2 separate regions of the Danio rerio genome follow, and region 2 is linked to region 1. A link is a contact called in public Hi-C data. All regions are on one chromosome and are shown on one strand. The core of a region is the stretch at or near the end of the contact, and the rest is flanking DNA. Distances in the headings are between cores, read along the strand shown. Region 1 overlaps rock2a (rho-associated, coiled-coil containing protein kinase 2a). Region 2 holds the start of kcnf1b (potassium voltage-gated channel, subfamily F, member 1b).

What was found. Hi-C and Micro-C count contacts between places; a contact is called where the count stands out from the background.
Region 2: a Hi-C map of an unstated tissue shows a contact between it and region 1, with 4 times the contacts expected there. The contact joins the promoter of kcnf1b here to the enhancer-like site in region 1. A contact is called at or near these places in 3 of 18 Hi-C or Micro-C datasets (caudal fin, hematopoietic stem cells and an unstated tissue).

The regions. Positions count from the first base shown.
Region 1 is chr13:36,279,652-36,287,371 of GRCz12tu, reverse strand. rock2a (rho-associated, coiled-coil containing protein kinase 2a) reads left to right here. Exons shown (of 31, transcript NM_174863.3): 6 at 3,495-3,639; 7 at 3,730-3,868; 8 at 3,961-4,052; 9 at 6,034-6,193; 10 at 6,326-6,386; 11 at 6,560-6,571; 12 at 6,661-6,789; 13 at 6,868-7,095. Among named protein-coding and RNA genes, the nearest start is that of slc66a3, 37 kb to the right of the region's middle. Within about 2 kb of position 2,536, at least 13 of the 62 cell types and tissues checked have an H3K27ac peak or open chromatin away from gene starts, as enhancers often do.
Region 2 is chr13:36,431,091-36,438,796 of GRCz12tu, reverse strand. kcnf1b (potassium voltage-gated channel, subfamily F, member 1b) reads left to right here and starts at 3,832. Exons shown (of 1, transcript XM_005156957.5): 1 at 3,832-5,723. The coding sequence starts at 4,072. The coding sequence ends at 5,526. It overlaps LOC103912024 (a long non-coding RNA gene), which reads left to right and starts at 3,138. Exons shown (of 10, transcript XR_012388816.1): 1 at 3,138-3,244. It overlaps rbm25a (RNA binding motif protein 25a), which reads left to right. Exons shown (of 18, transcript XM_005156958.6): 18 at 1,669-2,089. The coding sequence ends at 1,761.

The DNA of each region.
Region 1 (7,720 bases), core at 1,287-3,786:
CCGCGCCATTAATAAGTCAACTGCAGAGAAACAAAGCAACCATCGTGGCAACAGCCGTGAGCACTTTTTCCGAAGTTCAGGGGTCTGTTCTTCGTACCTCGCTTAAATGATCTAAGATTATTTGGCAGATCCTGGATCTTTTAATCTTGATAACTGATCTCTCGCTAATTTGGTTCTTCAAACAAGTTCGCGAATCAGATTAGAATGTCTGGATGAACTGATCTGAGATCGCTGCGTGTGTTGTGAAGGACAGATCTATCGATCCTCGAAATCATGATCAGCAATGCAATGATTGGCTGACGGCACAGCAGCGTAATGACATCATCTGATTAATATTCAATTATCCATGTGAGCAAAATTACATCAAATTAGCAGTAAACGGTTTGTTTAATATGACACGCAAGAACTTTCCACATTTGTTGTGAGCTGCAGGCTTTACACTTTCATTTGTCAAGACAAGAGTATTCATCATGCATTTCAATGCAAATCAATGTATTTAGTTCCACATTTAGAAAAGATTTTCTTTATAATAGTATCCGTTTTTTAATCGGTGTAAAGAATAACTGGTTGTTTACAAAAGCATTTTCATATTGGTAAAGGTGTCTGCAACTTTTGTGAAGCATCAAATCACTGGCATAACTATCAAAACATGTTTATGACTGCATAAATGTATTATTGCTTTAAAAAAAGTCACATATTGTGCATTTCTATTATACACAATTTGTACTAAAGCGATCTAAAAAGTTCATATCAATAAGTTTTCTCTTTGCACCACCAGATGGCAGTCTTTGTACTTTCATTTCGAGGGTGCAGATTGCATACGTTTTATTAATATGTATAACTTTATTTATTTTATTAATGACTTTAACTTTATATAAATACATAGTTTAAAAATATGTACCATTTTCCCAAGTGTATATAACTACTACTGTAAGAAAATATCAGAATTGGGAACATACTTTCTGTATTATCTTTGCTTGAACTGAGCCGATCTAATCCTGTTTATATGAATTGAACCTGCTCCCGATCAGGTTTGACCTAGCAGAACTGTTGCCATGACAACAACTCTCGGATCAGCTTTGAAGAACGAAACAATCCTGGATCATGTCAAATCGTCAATATCCAAATCCAGCTAACTGAGTAATCCACGTACGAAGAACGGACCCCTGCTGTTCTTTTTTGCACTTGATTATTATGCGTTTAATGTTAAAAAAATCAATAATGAATAGGCCGACAAGAGTGTAGGCTAACCTGTGTGTGCGCGCGTCTTTTATCACTGAGGACGCTCTCTTCAAAAACCGTAAGTTGCTTTGTCTGTCTGGCAATATTTCGGCTTTTAATAAATGAAAAGTTAATTTAGACACCAGTTTACAGCATCCACTTAGATGATGCAACGGCAGCTACAGGACACGGCGCCAGTGTACTTGCCACACACCAGCTATTGGTTGAGTGGACAGAACGTGATAGAACCAATTCAGTGGATGGGGATAATTGGGAGGCCATGATTGGTAAGGGTTGATTGAGGGAATTTGGCCAGGACACCGCGGTTACACCTCTATTCTATATGAGAAGTGACATGGGATTTTTAATGACCACATCTCATCAGAAAGACTGCAATCACTGACAGTATAGTGTCCCCTTCACTTTACCGGGGCATTATGACTCACACAGACCGCAGGTTGAGTGCCCCCTGCTGGCCTCATTATCACCACTTCCAACAGCAGCCTACTTTTCCCATGTGGTCTCCAATCCATGTACTGACCGGGCTCAGCCCTGCTTAGCTTCAGTGACTAACCGGTCTTGGGCTGCAGCGTGTTATGGCTGTGGCAATTGTATGGATTTGTTTTGATTGAAAGTCAGGGTTATTCCACCAAATTTTGATTTCCTTACTCTTTTGAACATTAATATTGTCTTGTCTAAATACATGTCTAAAACTTTTTAATATTAAATGCTCTAAATAACATTTTTTTAAATGTCGTCTGTAGTTGAGAGAATCAACCAAAAATACACAATTGTTTCCAACTGTTTCCATAGCATAAATAAAATGGAATTTCTGTAAAATCTGTATGATATAAATGAATGTATAGTTATTTTCTTATTATTTCTTTAATATGACTTTAGATTTTAGCCCTTTAACTGGGATATAGATTATCTTATAATGTTAATAGTCTGTTATTTATTTAAATATTTTTAAGTAATTTGTATGACTGTTAACTGAGAACCGCTCCCCTTACTTTCTAGTTGAGCCACTGTGCTTAACTACCACCATATCAAAGACATAAGTAGCATAATTGTCAAGAATATAATAAATAAACACTTGCAATGATTGTTTACATTTACGTGTTTTGAATGTTCAAATGAGCTATTCACTGAGCAGCAATCACCAGAGATGGTAATATGTGATAGTTTGTATGCTTAACTCAACTAGATAGTCCTAAAATAGACTGTTATGAAATGCTTCACGTTATGTAACAGATACCAGCACATGTAAATCATTACAGGAGCTTGCTCTTTTTTTTGCTCTACTTTTTACATATCTGGGGCATTTTTGTCAACTTTCATTGCTAGTTTTTCCACTCAAGTCCTAGTTAAATTCTGTCTGCCCTTGAGAGTCACAATCCAGCCACTGAAACGAGGCTGGACACACTACTTGTGATTTTATGCTGCTATCTAGAGTTAAGAAATAGAACTACACATTGATAAGATTTTGGTGCTGTATACAAATTGAATGCTACGTTTTTGAGGGTTAAAAATGGCTTGATTCTTTGCAGAAATAATAGATTGAAACGGCTGATGCCTTTGAATAACATAAATGTGAGTTTTAAGAAATTAAAGAAAAATTCATTCACCTTTGCATTTAAGCAAATGTAATATGACTAGTAATCTGGTTAGAGGAGTGTGATTTTGGAAAAAAAAAAAAACTTGCAACATTAAACATCTTTATTCAACTCATAATATTACAACTAGTAGAAAACTTGTTTATAAAGTACACTCACTCAGGGAACTGTTCAGTAAAATTTTCCCTGAAAAGATTTTAGAATTTATCACAAAATTTTTTAATTGATCTATTTTTCTACCTTTTGTTGTGTGTTTATATTGCAATAAAGAACCAAATGAACCATTACTTTTATTCATTTAAACAAGTACTTTAAAAATCAGTTTGATTGAATGATTCATCAACACTCATTTGTTTCACTACTGAATAAAAATGCATTTGTTCTTTTACAAATGATCTATTGGTGAATTCATTAATTTGCTCAATGTTTGGAACATTAAAAATACAATACTGTGTGGTTGAAAAGACTGAAGCTGTTTTATAATTGTACATGACTGCTGCTATCTGATCTTTCAGATCTGTATCCTCTGCGGTGATGGTATTTGTCAAGAGTTTTAAGACCTGGCAGCTCTAGTACATTGTGTATATTACACTAGTATAGATAGACAGTAAAGCTCATGTTTTGACTTTTTTTTTTTTATTGGCTGATTGATTACAGACAGGGATGGTTCATTGTGACACCGCTGTAGGAACCCCAGACTACATTTCGCCGGAGGTTTTGAAGTCTCAGGGAGGAGACGGATACTATGGTCGCGAGTGTGACTGGTGGTCAGTGGGAGTGTTTATCTACGAGATGCTGGTTGGTGAGTGAAAAGTTTTGAATATGTTTGTGTGTATTACTGTTTTTCTACAGTATGCTGTGGTATTGACTTAAATAAGGTGAATGTTTGCAGGTGATACACCGTTCTACGCTGATTCTCTTGTGGGGACATACAGCAAGATTATGGACCATAAGAACTCTCTCAACTTCCCTGATGATGTTGAGATCTCTCAAGAAGGCAAAAACATTATCTGTGCCTTCCTTACTGACAGGTGAGACTTTGTGTGTACTATTTTCATAAGGATGATTAGCTGCCAGTGCTCATGTGTTTGCCGATGTGACTGCTGATTCCTGTGTTTGGTAGGGAGGTTCGCCTGGGTCGAAGTGGTGTAGAAGAAATTAAAAGACATCCTTTCTTTAGAAATGACCAGTGGACCTTCAGCACTATTAGAGAGAGTGAGTAAATCTCCTGATCCCTCCATCACTAAAGATGTTGAGAAAATAAAAAGAAAATAAGATTTGAATTCAATTAGGTTATATTACGTAACATAATTTACCACACTTGGGTACACAAGGCATAAAAAGGTGGAAAAATGTCTGATTTGAATGAGATTAGGACAATATTCTGATTGTCTACCATGTTAACAGCGATTTTTGATTAATTTAATCCGATTAAGGTCATAATCAAAATAACAGAAATTGGATTAAGACGTGGAGTATGCTGATTTTAGTCACATTATTGAAGTGCAGTACAGACATGTAAACACCTTATTCAAACTATTACCGTCGTGTAGGATTTTCACCCTATTTTGCAAAAGGGTATTCCATACACACACGGCTGTTTGACTCGGTTCTCTGCACCTACCGAGTCAAAGAAGGACCACAGACACGCACACAGTGTTGCAAACTTAGCAATTTAGTTACCAGATTTAGCAACTTTTCATATTACCCTAGCAACTTTTTTTTTCAAAAAGCACCTAGCAAAAAATTTTTAGCAATTTTTAACATTCATTTGGCTACTTTTACCAATTTCTAAAAAGTGACTCAAAAGAGCAGTGGCTGCAGGCTTCACTCAGTAGAGTAAATCGCTAGCTCAGATTGTTTTTCATAACTGTTAATTTACCGATATTTGTTACCATGTATAACTGTTAGTAATTTGGGTAGCAATAAATTCCAATAGTGCTATAATTGTTGTCAGTTGCACAAATGTGATTATTTCACAAGTTAAAATAAGTACACAAGCTTCGATTATTTTTAAAAGAATGTAACTGTTCGTTATCTGTGTTATATTTAAAAAAAAAAATTCTTATCAAAAAGTGTTACACATTTTTTACAAATAGTCAACTATATTATTCATACAAATCTTAATGGACATATTTCAAATAATGTTTTTACCGAGATGGCCAGTCAGTTTGAGAAAACATGAATTATTTTGTATACTACATAAACGTAGTTTACGCAAAGTAATATGTTAATAAGAATCTATTTATTGTGCATCTGGATGTATTGTTATAATATAATAAACGGCACCACAGACTGTGGAGACATGATTGGCTTACGCTTGTCAGATACTACTTGATGACTGATCACTGATATGCAAATTAGCGCAAGATGTCATCTGGCAACATTTAGCTACTTTTCGGGCAGGCATCAATTTCCATTAAGACAACACTCTTCCAGCAGTTCATATTCACATCTAATATCTTGTTTGTCATGGTAGACATGCATGAAATGTTACTGAATGAAATTGAAAATGCCAAACTGCAGTTAAAGTCGACAAATTAAAAATGAAACACTCGAAATAACATGAAACTTCGGAGGAAATGTGGATAGCGTAGTGATGCAATGACGTTAATCGAATTATGTGCTATAACATGCAAAACAGTGTCATGAAAGGAACATTGAAAAAGCAACTCATGTGAAGACCTTAAGCATATTATTGTCTTATTCAGATTAAGGCAAATAATTCACTTACTGATTACTACATGTAGACGTAGTCATTGTTAAGAATAAGATTTAACTTTAGAGTTACTTACATTTAAAGTTATAATATTTTAAAGGGATAGTTCACCCAAATATCATTCACCCTTTATTAATACGTTTTGATAAAATTCATTGAACAGCAAAACAGTTCTTTAAGTGATCCCTATATGAAACTGACATATGGCAAAATAAATACATATTTAAACTATTTCAGTTGTATTTCAATGTGTTAATCTATGAAAACAAACCTAACTTAACTGAAATTGGAAATAGAAAGCCAAATGAATAAGATTTTAAATTCATATAATATTTGTTAATTACACTTTTGTTCACTGAAAGTAAAGCAAGACTTTAACAGTCTGGTCAATGTTAGCTACATCTCTACCCTTTATCTCAGCACATATAAATGCGCAATTCAGTTAACTTTTAAGCTTTTCCCCTGTTCTGTCTTCAGCTGCAGCTCCTGTGGTTCCAGAGCTGAGCAGTGACATAGACACCAGTAATTTTGATGAAATTGAGGAGGATAAAGGAGAAGTGGAGACCTTTCCCACACCTAAAGCCTTTGTTGGGAATCAGCTGCCCTTTGTGGGATTCACCTACTTCAAAGAGAACCAGTAAGAGATGTCTTAACTTGCTTTTGTGCAGTAAACCATTTTTTTGGTACTATAATGACTCTGCATTTAATGAGCTGAAGCCAAACCAATTGGTATCTGCAATTACAGATTATCTGATATGTTTGTGTGCAGGTTGTTGAATGCTGTGAACAGTTCAGCAATGAAAAATGACCACCCAGTATCTAACAGAGAGGTACACTGAAACATCAGTTTCTTTTCATTTTTCATTTCCCCTGACCAAAGAAACCAGAACAACAGAACTACAAGTGTGAACACCCCCTAATTTAGTCTTTGGATTGACCTTATGCTGTAGAGACTTTGCTTGTAACTATTTTCTTTTTCTCTCTATTTTTTTTTAATCCACAGGACAATTTAGCCGTAAGTGTTCCCCCTCTCTCTGCCTAAAATTCAGCTTAAGTAATTTATGGTTTGCAAATTCAGTAAAGATTGCCTCATTTTTCACTCAGCTCCAGAAGAAGCTTCACTGTCTAGAAGAGCAGCTCAACAATGAAATGCAGGCCAAAGATGAGTTGGAGCAGAAATACAGAAGCAACAGTAACCGCCTGGAAAAGATCACCAAAGAGCTCGATGAAGAGGTGAGTGCGTGTTTCATCTCTGAGACCTCTGTGAAGTTGCATGTGGGAATACTTTAAGCTTGCTCTTGCGTGTTGTAGATGAATAGCAGGAAAGGTCTGGAGTCGACCCTGAGACAGCTGGAGAGAGAGAAGGCTCTGCTGCAGCACAAGAGTGTGGAGAGTCACCGCAGGGCCGAGAGCGAGGCCGACCGCAAACGCTGCCTGGAGAATGAAGTCAATAGTCTGAGGGATCAGCTGGATGAAATGAAGAAGAAGAACCAGAACTCGCACATCTCCAACGAGAAGAACATCCACCTGCAGAAACAGGTTTGTACGTCTTTTCAGCCCATGACCCACTAAAATGAAGCACACACACCAATAGGCCAATATAAACATGAGCATTTTGATAAGACAAAATTAAAAAGATCCAACTGTCTAGCAACTATGTAATTTAGTCATTTATTCATTTGTTTAATTTTAACATTAACCTCACCTTATTAGATTGCTGGGCACAATGTTTGGAGCACAATGAGTCCATTCTGGGTTTAAGATTCCTCCATGTTCAGTCATAACCGGCATTTATTTTTAATGTGAGTTCAGAAAAGGGTAAAGTTTAATATAATCTGGAGTGGGATGCATTAGAGAGTAATAAATTGTATGAAATACAACCTGAAATCTCAAACAGACTAGATTTGATCAAACGATTTTTAGCAGATGACGTATTGGACATACAAGAATAACTCATGGCTTTTTGCTGAAAGGGTCACGAAACACTAAAACACGTTTATTGAAATGTTGACAGTCATATGTGTCTCACATTGCTAAAAACATTATTAGGAAACATATATTCCACAAAAAGTGAAAATTGGTTGTTATTGCATTATTTTGAGCAAATTTGATCTTCCGATTTGAAGCTGGGCCATGAGATCCTTATATAAATTCCAGCATGTAG
Region 2 (7,706 bases), core at 2,583-5,082, 150 kb before region 1:
GGAAGGTGGCAGCATATGAAAAAAAGAGGTATAGTTTACTTGATAAATTGGATGTTTATCAGAGAAGATGTGGAAATCATTTGGCATTTTTGGAGGATGAATAAGGTCAATGTGGTGAAACGCACAGTAGAAGTGTAATTATCTTATTTTATTTATTTATGTTTTATTATTATTGCGTTGTCTTTATTTATTAATTTGTACTTTTTTATTATTATTTTCTGTATGTGTGTTTTTTATTTGAGTTTGTTATTTACTGGATTTATGATAGCAACATCTAATTATTACTATAACTGCCACTGTTTGGGAGGGGAGGAAAAAGTGGGTATTAAAAGGATATAAAATGTGTAAACTGATTGTACTGTTAAATTCAGTCATTCATTCATTCATTTTCTTGTCGGCTTAGTCCCTTTATTAATCCGAAGTTGCCACAGCAGAATGATCCACCAGCTTACCCAGCACGTTTTTATGCAGCGGATACCCTTACAGCCGCAACCCATCTCTGGGAAACATTCACACACACTCATTCACTACGGACAATTTTAGCCTACCCAATTCACCTATACTGCATGTCTTTGGAGAACACAGGGAGAACATGCAAACTCCACACAGAAATGCCAACTGATCTAACCGAGGCTCGAACCAGCAACCTTCTTGCTGTGAGGCGACAGCACTACCTACTGCGCCACTGCGTTGCCTGAACTGTTAAATTATTGAAGAAAATAAAACATTTGAATCACAAAGAAACTCGTAAAGCATGTACTGTTTGTTCTACTTTTATCTTTGTTTGTTGCTTTTATCTATGCTTGTAGTTTGCTTATTACATGTCATGCATGATTCACTCCCCTACAAAATTATCCCAGTCAATCAAAATGAATACATTCGGTAACACTTTAGGGATCAAATCTCACTATTAACTAGTTGCTTATTAGCATGCATGTTGTTGAGATTTTGGCTGCTTATTAGTGGCGTTTAAAGCACATGTTCTGTATGATCATATTGTACATCCCTAATCCCGCCCAATGCCTAAACTACTTTCATTCATTTTCTTGTCGGCTTAGTCCCTTAGTCGCCACAGCGGAATGAACCGCCAACTTATCCAGCAAGTTTTTACGCAGCGGATGCCCTTCCAGCCGCAACCCATGTCTGGGAAACATCTAGACATACACACACACTCAAACACTACGGACAATTTAGCCTACCCAATTCACCTGTACCGCATGTCTTTGGACTGTGGGGTAAACCAGAGTACCTGGAGGAAACCCACGCGAACACAAGGAGAACATGCAAACTCCACACAGAAACGCCAACTGAGCCGAGGATCGAACCAGCGACCCAGCGACCTTCTTGCTGTGAGGCGAACGTGCTACCCACTGCGTCTCTGCGTCAACGCGTCACCCTAAACTACCTTAATAACTATTAATAAGGAGCAAATTAGGAGTTTCTTAAAGCAAAAATCAAAATGGTTTGCTAAAAGGGGGCACTAAATCTTAAAATAAATTGTGACCAAAAATTCTTTCAAAGTATATTGCAATAAAAACAAGAAAAACAGAATATCGCAATGTCAGGTTTCTCCAATATAGTGCAGCCCTAATACTAACATCCTGTTTTCTAAGTGTTTTGATACTGTCAAGTTTTATTGTTTGGTTAATCGGGCTGTGTTTCCTACAGGTGCTGGATGAGGAAGCAGAAGTGTTTATAGTCAAAATGTGGAGACTTCTCATCTATGAAACAGAGGCCAAGAAGATCGGCCTGGTGAAATAACATGAGATGGAAACGAGCAGCTGAGAGAGGATGAAGTGAAGTCTGCAACTCTCTCCTGCTTTTAGAGCTTTTAAATTACAGTACGGTGGATGAACACCACAGACTGATGCACTTCAACACTTCCTGTAAACTCCAGAGGATTAACTGCACAGCTACTAGTGTGAATGTGTGTGTGCGTGTGCGTGTGTGTGTCTGTGCGCGCGTGTGTGTGTGTATTATAGGCATGTGCCAGTTGGTCTGATTGCATTGCCAAAACTGTGTAAAAGTTGAAAGCTTCTTTCATGCCCAGATTAAATGGAGAGTCTAGTTTGGCTGGCCGATTACCGTTTGACTTTGTTGTTTATTTTATTTATTTCTCTTTAGTCTCTAAATTTTAGCACAACCAAGTTCAATCGGTTACATTTTCCCCTTTTAAGTAATCATGCAAGTTCAGCTGGGTTTATGTCTCATGAAATTACAATCAAAACCAATATGTTTTTTAACTATGTTTGCGCATCTCACTGTTAGCAGGCTGAATGATTTCCTGCAGGTTTGTCTGGGTTTTTGCAGCAGTGGTTCTGAATGTGGTGTATTTTGCACATACCAGCCCATTTGAAGGTTTGTTTCCATGGTGACTGATTTGACTTTGAAAAATTAAATCATCTGATTTTCTAAACAGGAACCAGTATTTTTTTTTCTTGTTCTGATGTGCTTTTTATTTTATAGTTCTCACATCGAATCATGAGGATGAAGGTTGCATTGATTTCACTCTGCCAGGTTGACTGCAGAAGTCACTGAAGATAAGTAACCTTGTATATACGCTCTGACTTGGTTAAAGCATAACAAGTCGGAATCTGTTTTTGCCAATAATTTGGGGAGACCATGTGTGACTGAGTTGTCACATGGTAATTAAAACTGTAAACAATTTTTTGGGGATAAAACATGTTTTTTATGCAAATATATTTTTGTAATATTTTTTTATTTTAATTTTAAGAGTATTTTTAATAAATGCCAAGTCTATTTAATACAATAGAATAGCAAAAATATATAAAAAAAATTTCAGCTTGTAAAAACTGTTTATCTTTTCTTGTTGCAGTGTTATTGTTTAGCTTTTATTATTTATACATTTTAATTTAGCTTAATCTTTAGCTGATTTTAATATATAGAATTCCTAATCCCATAACATAGACTATTATTATTATTATTGTTATTATTTTTAAAATATATCAAACCACACGGTCTCGTTCAAGTTGGCTATGTTGTAATTCTAGTGATATTTCTAAGGGTGGCGCAGTTGCTCTCGCATGCGGGTAATTGCCACTCTTCGGCAAACTGGGGAGAAGTAAATGTGGAGTGACTAATGCTTATTCAGAAAACCTCTATCCAGTGGTTTTATTAAGCACATGCGCTCTTTCTGTGAAACAGACCTGTGATGTATAAATCAGCTTTGACGTGATGGAAGCTTCCAGGTTCTTGTTCTCATCATGAACTGTGCAAGTAACAGGTAAGTGAGTGAACAACTAAAGCTTTTTACAACCCCGCTCTGAATTATGTTGACTGTTCAATTAGGGTTTTTGTTATATTCTCATGTTACACCAATTGCCTGTAAATGGAAAGAGAAAACAATGCATATACATAATGACACTATATATTTACGGCAGAATATGTTTTTTTGCCAATGAGTATTATTTTTTTCTCACCACCATTGTCAAAGGTTTACAGTTGGTTTATCACAAAAGTAAAAAAAAAAAAAAAAAAAAAAAAAAAAAACAAGCGCGTCAGATCTTATATTTTTTATGTGACGCCATCGAAAATCAAATCACATGACGCCTCAGAAAACAATAAACAAATTACCCCTAAACATCTCGAAATTACCTCCAAATATACAATCTAGAAATTCCTGGTAATCCGAGTCTTTTCTCAATCGTTAATATTTGCGCCAAAATTTCTGACAGGAACACCAGGCTAGATACTTTAATAAAGGGTTGGGGGTTTCAGAACAGAGAGAGAGCGAGTGAGAGAGAGGGGTACGCGCAGAGAGGAGGGGAGACCTGTTACTGCCATGCTAACTGCGCGCTTTCACTGCGCAAAAGCGCACAGAATGTTGTCTGCTCGAATGAAGATGTGGCTCTCCTGAGTCTTTTTCTTTTCAAACCGTTTTCCTGTTTACAGGACAAAATGCTTTCGTTTTACTATTTTAGCCTTACTTTAGTGCATAGAAAACCAATCTGCGTCCTCTTTTGACATAAGAGGTCCCCGCGTCTCCATGCGCTTTTGCCTACAATTCAGTTTTTAGCGCTTTTTAAATGTTTTGAAGCTAGAAGTGCGAGGATGTGGACGCTGCCGAGGACCCGGTTCGCACACTGTAACAGCTCTTCGAGCAGTGATGAGAAGGAAATCGCCGTGAACATCGGCGGTGTGCGGCTGGTGCTGTGCGGGGACATTCTTAATCGCTATCCGGACAGCAGGCTCGCCGAACTCGTCAACTGCCCAACTCGTAGTTTTGATGTCATTTCCTCACTCTGTGATGATTATGATCCCGGGAAACGAGAATTTTACTTCGACAGGGACCCCGATTCATTTAAATGCATCGTAGAAGTCTACTACTTTGGGGAGGTCCACATGAAGCGCGGGATTTGTCCTATTTGTTTCATCAAGGAGATGGAGTTTTGGAAGATTGACTTGAGCTACTTGGATGAATGTTGCAAGAGTAACTTAACCGAGAAAGAGGAAGAACTGGCTGAGATTGCGGACAAGGTGAAGCTGATTCTGGATGATCTGGAATGTGACCCTGCTGTGAGCCGCACGGAGAGGTGGCAGAAGTTCGTCTGGAAGCTCATGGAGAAACCAGAGTCTTCACTCCCCGCACGCGTAATCGCCGTCGTGTCCTTCCTGTTCATCTTAATCTCATCTGTGGTCATGTGTCTCGGGACTTTACCGGACCTCCAGGTGGAGGATTCTGAAGGGAACCGCGTTGAGCACCCGAGCTTGGACGCTATCGAGACGGCGTGCATCGGTTGGTTCACGGTGGAGTACGTGCTGCGCCTCGCATCCTCCCCTAACAAGTTGCGCTTTGCGCTCTCCTTCATGAACATGATAGACTTCTTGGCTGTTCTGCCATTTTACGTGGTACTGGTTCTCACGTGCCTTGGCACGGCCATGATGGAGCTAGTCAACGTGCAGCAGGCGGTGCAGGCACTCCGCATCATGCGCATTGCGCGGATCTTCAAGCTGGCGCGCCATTCTTCTGGACTTCAAACTCTCACGTACGCGCTCAAGCGGAGCTTCAAGGAGCTGGGGCTGCTCCTTATGTACATGGGGGTGGGCATTTTCGTCTTCTCTGCGCTCGGGTACACCATGGAGCAGAGCCACCCAGAGACCTTATTCAGAAGCATCCCACAGTCGTTCTGGTGGGCCATCATCACCATGACCACTGTAGGATATGGGGACATCTACCCAAAAACCACCCTGGGACGGTGCAACGCGGCCATTAGCTTTCTGTGCGGGGTGATCGCCATAGCTCTGCCCATCCACCCCATCATCAATAACTTCGTCATTTATTACAACAAGCAGAAGGTGCTCGAAACCGCCGCCAAGCACGAGCTCGAGCTCATGGAGTTGCGCGCGCTCGAGCTCACTGTCAGAAGCGCCTCGCGCAGGTCTGACGCGCCCGGGAGAGCGTGGGAAGGTGCCATGCGCGCGTCGCGTAGCGATACTTTTATCCCGCTTCTGTCGGGAGCGCACAGAACTGAGAGAGAGCCACTGAAGAAGAAAAGCCTGACTTAGAAGAAAAGTCAAAGAAAGTCAAAAAGCACCTTAAGTTTCACCAGAGCGTGTGTTGTTATGGTGCTTGCGCGCTATAAACTATTGTGCTCTAATGTGACCGTCAAGCTGCTTGTGTTGTTCATACTGGACATCAAAAAATCAGTTCATCTTTAAAAGTGTTATTTTGTCTTCATTAAATAAAGTGCATGTCAAACTTACTGCGTATGCCTGGCAGATATTTATTGCGCAGATATTAGATACAATTTCTGTAATATTTAACATCATATTCATCTCTAACAAACATAAACCACGAGCAACAGGTGTAAAATCAGTATGAGCAGCGTCCACCTAAAGTGCCCATCTAGAATTTGTGTGTAAAATTATGACTGATTTACCAAAATGTGAGGTAAGAAATAGCTACTTCTCCTTTTTATCAGATGTGTGATCATGTTTTGGATGTGAAATGGCTGAGCTGACATTATGATTTGGGAGGTTTTTTTGTTTAACTTCATGTAGATGTAGCAAAATAAATATCTGAAGAAAGCAACCTTCTTGCACAAATGTTATTTTTCTTTTTTTTAATTGTATAAAGTTTCTTGTGCTCAGCTGTACTAGATTTATTTGGTCGGTAGAATCAATAATATCTCCTAATGATGTTTCAAAAATAACTTTTAAGATGTTTTAAAATGCATTTATTCTGTAAAGGGAAATCAGAATCTTCAGCAGCCTTCAGTGTCACTGTAAGCTCCTGATATCATTCGCAAATGCTCGCTCCTTTTAATCATAGCAGAATTTAATATAGTCTAAAATGACATACAATACTTCAAAATGTATTTTTTACTGGTTGCTAGGAAGCTGTGGCATTCATGTAAACGCCAACTGTCTGTTTTATAATAGTGATGTTTTACTTCCATTCTCAGTATTATAAGGACTTATCATTTAGACAAGAGACAGAGTTATTGTCAGTCTTTTTTTATTTACTGGGCCGAAGTTTGGATCACTTGTTGACTAAAAATTGTAACTACTCCATTTCCAAACTAAAATAACTGATGATCCCTTTTCAAAGATTCTCCCATTCTGTTTTTCTCTTTCTCCTTCTCCAAATAACCTCCTCACATTGATTTGATTACAAGTGGTCAGTGCTAAATATGGTTTGGAGTGCTTGCACTGATTAACACATCCGCTGGTAATCAGAAATACATTCAACCACATTGCCCATGTAGAAAGCATTATCTTCATCTTTGCCATAGTGTCATTCATTTGGCTGTACTTTCAGATTTACTCAAAAGCACAACAAGTGCTTCGGAAGGGCTTTTCTAAAGTGCATTTCAGCTGACTTTTTTTTTTCACTCTCATCCTTATCCCTAATGCTTTTTCCTGATCATCAACTCCTGACTCAACATTTCAGCACACAGATAAAAACAAATGAGTCACAGAATCCACCCAAACATGCCAGAATTCAGCAAAGAGCCGCTGGAGGCTAAGAATAGGACCCTCGGCATGATGTGGGCTGGTGTCAGTCATCAGATCCGATACTGAGCGTTTATAGAGGGATTGTGTGTCTGGTTGGTATATAGAGAATCATTCGAACATGTCTGCGCGGCAGGGGTTTTCACATACACCCTCCAAACGCTCCGACAAGATGGCTACCCTGGCACCTAGAAGCATGATAAGATAGCTGACATAGTTTAGATTCACAGCAAGAGGACCGTGGGTGTGGGTTTGTGTAAATAATTTAAAGGTTTCTTTAGGGCTTTTTTTTTTTTGTTCTCTGCAGTGTACTAGTTTTGTAAAGGAGTTTTTGGCTTTGTGATGTTTGTATTGGATATTGATGTCTGTGTATGTACACAGGTTGAATCTTGCTTTCTTGAGCGGTTAATTGAGTCTACCTGCGCTGTCCTGTCATTGGGTGGTTTTGTAGTTTTCTGTTGCACCAATCATATCTCTTGGGCCTCTATCACCATGGGAACATGAAGGACCAATGTTATCTTCAGAACATCTATGCCAATTAACAGGATCTAAATAAAGTTCAGGCTGTAATGATGCCAGCAAGTTTTGTTTCCATCTGGAATTTTCCTCTGCTTGATGGTGTACTGTTTACATTTTTTTCTGATATCAGTAAAACTTGTTATTTACCACGATTTACTGAAGACACCATGTCATTAAATTTAGTTTACACTGCCTTACAAAAGTCTTGTTGC